2 separate regions of the Triticum aestivum genome follow, and region 2 is linked to region 1. The links are chromatin contacts, called in public Hi-C maps. All regions are on one chromosome and are shown on one strand. Each heading gives the region's core, a stretch centred on a gene start, on an enhancer-like site or on the middle of the called end of the contact. The rest is flanking DNA. Distances are from core to core; before and after follow the strand shown. Region 1 holds the start of LOC123149972 (ubiquitin receptor RAD23d). Region 2 holds the start of LOC123149978 (acylphosphatase).

What was found. Hi-C and Micro-C count contacts between places; a contact is called where the count stands out from the background.
Region 2: a Hi-C map of leaf shows a contact between it and region 1, with 7 times the contacts expected there. The contact joins the promoter of LOC123149978 here to the promoter of LOC123149972 in region 1. A contact is called at or near these places in 3 of 5 Hi-C or Micro-C datasets (leaf and an unstated tissue) and 1 of 1 datasets of contacts at active chromatin or transcription factors (leaf).

Annotation. Positions count from the first base shown.
Region 1 is chr7A:174,156,526-174,160,118 of IWGSC CS RefSeq v2.1, forward strand. LOC123149972 (ubiquitin receptor RAD23d) reads left to right here and starts at 1,536. Exons shown (of 12, transcript XM_044569762.1): 1 at 1,536-1,785; 2 at 2,230-2,391; 3 at 3,354-3,410. The coding sequence starts at 1,720.
Region 2 is chr7A:174,312,767-174,316,359 of IWGSC CS RefSeq v2.1, forward strand. It overlaps LOC123149978 (acylphosphatase), which reads right to left and starts at 2,126. Exons shown (of 1, transcript XM_044569769.1): 1 at 1,393-2,126. The coding sequence starts at 2,043. The coding sequence ends at 1,711. LOC123149977 (protein NRT1/ PTR FAMILY 3.1) reads left to right here. Exons shown (of 4, transcript XM_044569768.1): 4 at 35-1,301. The coding sequence ends at 938.

The sequences.
Region 1 (3,593 bases), core at 286-2,785:
TATTTGTAAAATATTCACCATGTATTGACGAATTGTTTTCACCGTGCAGTAAAATTTGGTCACCATGTATTAATAAAAGAAAGAAAGGACAAAAGAGACAAGAAAAAAAGAAAAACCAGAAACCAAAAAAGCTGAAGAAAAGCCTTAAAAGAACCAGAAAAAACATAAAGCAACAGAAAAGCCAACAAAATGAAGCAATGAACGACACACAACTCGCTACCGCGAACTGGGCCGGCTGCAGGCGAAGCCACTCCTATTTACCGCATGTGGGAAGCTTTTGGAACCACCGTCTTTACCAAAAACATTTTAACCCAATAAGTATTTGTGGCCAACTCAATTCAGTCCATTTTGGCAGCCAATTTTGGCCCATTACAATGTTACCCAAGTCGTCAATTTTGTCTAGATGTTAAAGCAATACTTATTTTCTTTTGAGAAAATGTTCGTTGCTTGATATAAACGATCTTATATTTCTTTACAAAGGGAGTATTCATTATTTTGTATCCCTTGATAATTGCATGCACCTTGCAACCGTTGTAGGTTTGCGCGTGAATTTTTGCCAACACTAATTTGATTGTGTAAAAGAAATAATATTATATATCCGATAAACACATATTTGGTAAGAATAGTTGATCTAGAAAAAACAATAATGCAGATAGGCGGTGCTCTCACCTGCGGTGCACCTCACGCGCGTGACGCAGTTCCGCCCCTCTACTCTTCATGCTCCTCCCGGCGAGGAGGAGGTTTATGACGCATAACCCTCCAGTGCAAAGCCCTCGCCCCCCCCCCCTCATCGACGCGAGGCGGCTCGTTTGTCGATTCATGGGTGGCCGCCGCTGGAGCACCACCCATTGGCCAGGAGGAGGCTACAACGCACCACACACTCTGAGGATAAGGTCAGATTCATGGCTTCCCGCGGCTGCTCGCCGAGATCTGGTTGGGAGAGTGATGAGTGAAGGAGAGAGAGGATAGGGCGTGTGGGAGAGGGAAAATGGGTCAGCCGAGATAAAGGATGCCAAGCTGCCCCCTGTTCGCGTGGGTGCTAACGCTCTCTGCTTTAAGATTCGTGCGCCCCATCCGATGGCAGTTGGCGCGTTAGCCGGGAATCCTTAAACATCTGACGTTTGTTAGATAGCTTTTCGTTTTTTAATAAAAAAACATTTTCTTTCTTGTTCTCCAACCCAGCACAACAACCACCTTTTCGCACTCCACATCCGCCCGTCTCCCCCCCTGTGAAGGAAGTATCTCCCCGGATCCGGTACGCCCACCCAACATACGAGTGACCCCCACACGTCACCGCTCAATCCACACCAAACCGCTCTGTGTACACGCGAGCACCTTCCGCACGCAGATCCGCCCACACACCGCCTCGGAGCAGCCGAACTGCCCACCGCCTCGCACCCCGCTGTCCCGCCTCCCGATTCGACACCCGTGGCCCTCCCACTGGCAACCGGGCCAATCTGGCTCAGGCCCCACGTGTCAGGGACAGCAGCCGGACACCGCACCCTCCATCATCTATCTCTATCTGATCGGATATCTTTTTGGTTACGGCTCCAGATTTTTTTGCTACCCCTATAAACTCACTTCCCCCGTGCGCCCCCGTCGTCCTCCCCTCCCTCGCGAGTCCGAAGTCAAGGCGAAAACCCTCGAGGCGAAGCGAGAGTCAGATAGGGATAACCGCGAGAGACGAGAGTCGAGTGAGAGGGTGGAAGAGAAGGCGCGATGAAGCTCAACGTGAAGACCCTCAAGGGCACAAGCTTCGAGATCGAGGCGACCCCCGAGTCCTCGGTACGATCCATCTCCCCCCTTCCTCTTGTCTCTATCTCTCTCCAATCGCGCGCGATTCGGCGCAATTATCCGGCAATTCGCTTGATTCGGGGCGTCCTGGTGCTATTGGGGCGCGGCGTGGTACTGTGATTAGGTGCCCGTGCGGGCGATGTCGCGTTTCTAAGAAATCTGAATCTAGGGTTTAGTCGGTGCTCGGCTCTGCTGGTGTGTGGGGGGTGGATGGCGTGGTGTGTAGATCGGTCGCAACTTGGGGTTGTTGGGGCGCTGATGCCTGTGATTTTACGTCGGCTGGGTGCTCTGAATTGAACGTGTTGAGTACTGCTCGGTAGTAGTCACTTGTGCGGGATTTTTTTGGGGAAGTCTGTTATCTGTTGTAGCCAAATTGTTTGGGCCTGCAAATGCTTGATGTTGTGCTTCACTAGTACTAATCTGTTTGTTTCGCAGGTGGGTGAGGTCAAGAGAATCATCGAGAGTGCTCAGGGGCAGAATGTGTACCCTGCGGATCAGCTGATGATCATATATCAAGGAAAAATTCTCAAGGATGATACCACTCTGGAAGCTAACAAGGTTGCAGAGAACAGCTTCCTTGTTATAATGCTGTCTAAGGTATTTGATGCTTCTTGTCCCGTTAGTTTGCATTGTCAGTTCTCCAACTGTTGAATTTTTGCCAGACCCTCGAGTTGTTTGAATAGAAATTAGGCCATATTTGTATGTTGCAGGGAACTAAGCTTGACAATGTAGCTTATTTTAGTCAAGATCTAATGAATACTTATGGCATTAATGAGTATATATTTCATTACCTTGATCTGTAATCCTTTGAAATTTGACGGACCTTATTAGACATCAAGTTTTTTGTCGAAGTATTCATGTTTGTCTGATAATCAAAATGAGATGCCTGCTCAAACCAATATGGATCCCACCATTTCCCTCCTTTTGTTTAGCCAACACCCAACGTTGAGCTGTAATCATAGACATACGATGATGTGCTCTGTTACACATCTGAAATGCACTTGCGTGTTTAATTCAGCCATGGTATTTAATATTTGCCGTGTTTTGAGTTTTTAGCCCGCTAATTGGATGAAGCAATATATATTGGTCTTAGTGGTTTCATTCATGTGGATTCCACATTTGTATGTTCTCTCAGTAATGTCTCCATTCTGCACTTTCAATGTTCTTTTATCAATCACTCCTAATGTTCTTTTGTTAAGCGCTTCTCAATCAAATCATTAGAAGTTGGTGATATAATCATAGACATGCGATGATGCTCTGTTACGCATTCTAAATTGCCCCTACGTGTTTAATTTGACCATGGTATTTTGTTTCGTTTCTAGTTTTTTAGCCCACTAATTGGATGAAGCAATAAATATTGATCTTAGCGATTTCATTCATGTTGTTTCCATATTTGTATTTTGTCAGCAATGTCTCCATTCTGTACTTCTAATGTTCTTTTGTTATGCACTTCTTAAATCGTTGAAAGTTGGTGCCAGAAGTGTGTTTTGAAGATTTAAATGGCTGTTATCTTCTGATCTGGATATCAGTAACTTATCTGGTATGCATTTGTCTTGTAGCCTAAGGCGTCATCATCTAGTGGTGCTTCTACTGCTTCAAAGGCACCTGCTAGTCAGGTATTTTGGGTTCATACGTTTTTATCAGACCTGCCTATTATTGTATTTTAACAAACATTTTATTCTATGTTCTTACGTCCTGCTGTGCAAAAAAGCTAAATATGATCCCACCCTGGTTTCCCTTTTTTCTTTTTGTATTTTATATGCATCTTCATTCCCACCTTTTATCTTCAATCAGCACCA
Region 2 (3,593 bases), core at 876-3,375, 160 kb after region 1:
ACTAATCGAACTGTTTCTCGGCTACATCCTGCAGCTTCTTTGATCGCGCCGCCAATATCACCGACGGCGACCTGCCCAGGACGGACGCCTCTTCCAGCAAGCAACCGCTGAACCTGTGGCGGCTGAGCACGGTGCACCGCGTGGAGGAGCTCAAGTCGGTGGTGCGCATGGGCCCGATCTGGGCGGCGGGCATCCTGGTTATCACAGCATCGTCGCAGCAGCACACCTTCTCCCTGCAGCAGGCAAGTACCATGGACCGCCGCATCGCTCCGCACTCGTCCTTCAAGATCCCCGCAGGCTCCATGACCGTCTTCACCATGCTCGCCATGCTCGTCACCCTCTTCGTCTACGACCGCGCGCTCGTCCCGCTGGCCCGCCGCCGCACGGGCCTGGACCGTGGCATCTCCTTCCTCCACCGCATGGGCGTCGGGTTCACCATCTCCGTGGCGGCCTCTCTCGTCGCGGGCTTCGTCGAGCGCCACCGCAGGGAGGCCGCTGCGGCCGGGGGAACCACCGACGCTGGGACGGCCCCACTGTCCGTGTACTGGCTGGTGCCGCAGTACGCGCTTCATGGGGTGGCTGAGGCTTTCAACTCCGTGGGGCACCTGGAGTTCATGTACGACCAGGCTCCGGAGAGCATGCGCAGCACGGCAACGGCGCTCTTCTGGCTGTCCATCTCGCTGGGCAGCTATGTGAGCACACTGCTGATCACCATCGTTCACCGGTGGAGTGCCGGTCCCGACGGATCCAACTGGCTCCCGGACAACATCAACCGCGGCAAGTTGGACTACTTCTACTGGGTCGTGACGCTGCTGCAGGTCATGAACCTGGTGTACTATCTGATATGTGCTAGACAATACACGTACAAGCCCGTGCAACACCACGAGGAAGAGGAGGGGGAGGACAAGTCCATGGTGGAGCTGCAACAGAAGGTTTGAGCGAGTAACACTATGCAATGTAGTGTGATGTATATCAGTATATGCAGGTTACTGGCCTAACTAGCTAGGCAGACAGATCTGTGAAGATGGAGGTGAATGTATATGTCATTCAGGGTTTGTATGGAGATCAGGAACAGACAAATGTATCTAGTTCACTAGCAAGTTGCCAAGTTGAGTGAGTAACACTATGCAATTTAGTGCGATGTATATCAGTACATGGCTATATGCAGGCACTGGCCTAGCTAGCTAGAAGAAGGAGCTGAATGTATGTGTCATTCAAGGTTTGTATGGAGATCAGAAACAGAGAAATGTATCTAGTTCACTAGCAAGTTGAGCTAATATCAGGTTTCTACGAATGTGTAACTCTGCTCGTCATGTTCATAGCTGATAGCGGTTATTTGCTAGTGTTTGATGGCAAATTCATGTGACGAATTTGTCAATGACAGAAACAATCTCATCTTGGCACCATAGCTCTTAAATCACAACTCAGCAGTGCCATATTATTCAAGAACTATACCGAGATACCATACATAGCAACATTCTTGGACATGACCTTTAATCCTAATTGCCATCATGTGGACTGGTTGAATAAAGCCATTGTTGTGCACATTGACCACAATAGTTCTCTTATAACAGTTTGCCTAAGAAATGCAGTAGTGCAGATGCTGCAGGTCAGATATGGAATTAGGTTGGCGGTACTAACCATCGGCAGTTGACCACAAGCCGTGCAGAACCCGCTGGCTGTGGTCGATCGGACGCCGGGGTTACCGAATCAGACGGTGAGCTTGATCTCGAAGCCGAGGGAGGGGTGGATGTGGTCGGCTGGGGATGTGACGACGGCGGTGACGGCGGCGGCAGGAGGGCCGACGGGGAGGCGGCGGGTGACCATCTCGTCGACCTTGGCAGGGTCGCCGGAGAGGAGGGCCTCCACGGTGCCGTCGCGGCGGTTGTTGCGGACCCAGCCGGCGAGGCCGAGGGACTCCGCCGTCTCGGCCGTCCAGTCGCGGAAGCCCACGCCCTGGACCCGGCCCTTGACCACCACGCGGACCGCCTTGTTCGCGGGAGGTTGGTCGGGGGAAGGCGACGAGGCGGCGGAGGTGGCCATGGCGTCGGCGGGGAAGGGGCGAGGCAGCGGCAGGCGGCGATAGAGACGTGAGAGCTGAGACAACTGGGGGGCAGAGGAATCTTGTGTTCGTCGGGCCTCTAAAGTCGAAGTAGCTTTCGGCCCAAAAGCTTTGGGAAAAGGGTTGCAATTTTTGACATTTGATCGGAAGCAGCTAACCAACTAAACAAGTGATGTGTCTCAAAAAAAACTAACCAAGTGATATCTCTTAGATCACCCTAAAGAACATTTTTAATCGCAAATTTTTAAAACTAAACAAATATTTTTTTACATTGTAATTTTTCTTCAAATGTCACAAACATTTTTTGGAATGCCTGAACATTTTTAAAAAATGTCACGTACATTTTTTGGATGGTAGGAAACATTATTTTTATCACGCAAACAATTTTTGGACATGTAATAACATTTTTATTCCCGTTTTTTTCATTTCCTTCTTTAATACATATATACTTTTTCAGCACACATTGTAGCATTTTTAGTATACATGAAGCATTTATTTATACATGTTGAATATTTTTCAAATACATAATTAACAAATTTTAGAACTACATGTTTTGAATATACTGCATCTATCTTAGTTGCAAAAAAATGTCTTACATTTTGAGACAGATGAAATATTTTTAATATGTGCTGAACATTTTTCAGATACACCATTTTTTTTGGACGATACAATCATTTTTTTAAACTGCACAATCATTATTTTTACATTTGTGTGAATATTTCGTAAAACTAGTATGAACATATTTTGAAGCGCATGCATATTTTTTAACTGTAACCTACATTTTTCAATGGTTTGAAACATTTTATTTGAATTATAAGAACATTTTTTACATTGCAAAGAATTTTTTAAAACTGTCACATACTTAAGCATGTGAACATTTTTTATATGTCACAATTGTTTTAATCCAATCAACACTTTTTTATACTACGCTAACATGTTTTTTAATTCAGCATTTTATAAAAAAATTAAGTATTTTTTTTGGAATACATGTTTTTTTAAATACAAACAAAATGAAAAATGAAAAAAAGAGAAGAAAAACAAACTGCATGCAGGAAGCTATTTGGGCCGACCCATTTATAGCTACGAGAGGACAGTGCCTGAGACGAGACACAAGAGCCCCATATAAGCAACATATAACCGCACTCTGATTGCTCGGCCGAAGAAGTTCTTTTTATCTTGGTCTAGCCCAAAGCTATGCCCAGTAAATATATGCATTTGTTTCTTCATTCTTTGTTTTGTCGCTAAAAAAAGCGAAAATCCGTTTGTCTAGTGTCTTCTATATCTAAATAGCTAGCTTCCAGTAATCTGTTTTTCTCAATATGCAAGTATGTCACCTCAGCATGAAACATGCATGAGCAAAGGTCCACCCCAACATGCAACTATGCATAAAGGAAAAAAAACACATCAACATGTGAACGTGCATGATAATTTATACTCTATTAATAAAGGCAACATATTTCGTGAATCCACTACCTATCGTGTGTCCGTGCAATCTCAACCTCTCGCTCTAAATCCATCGCCTCGCATGCAG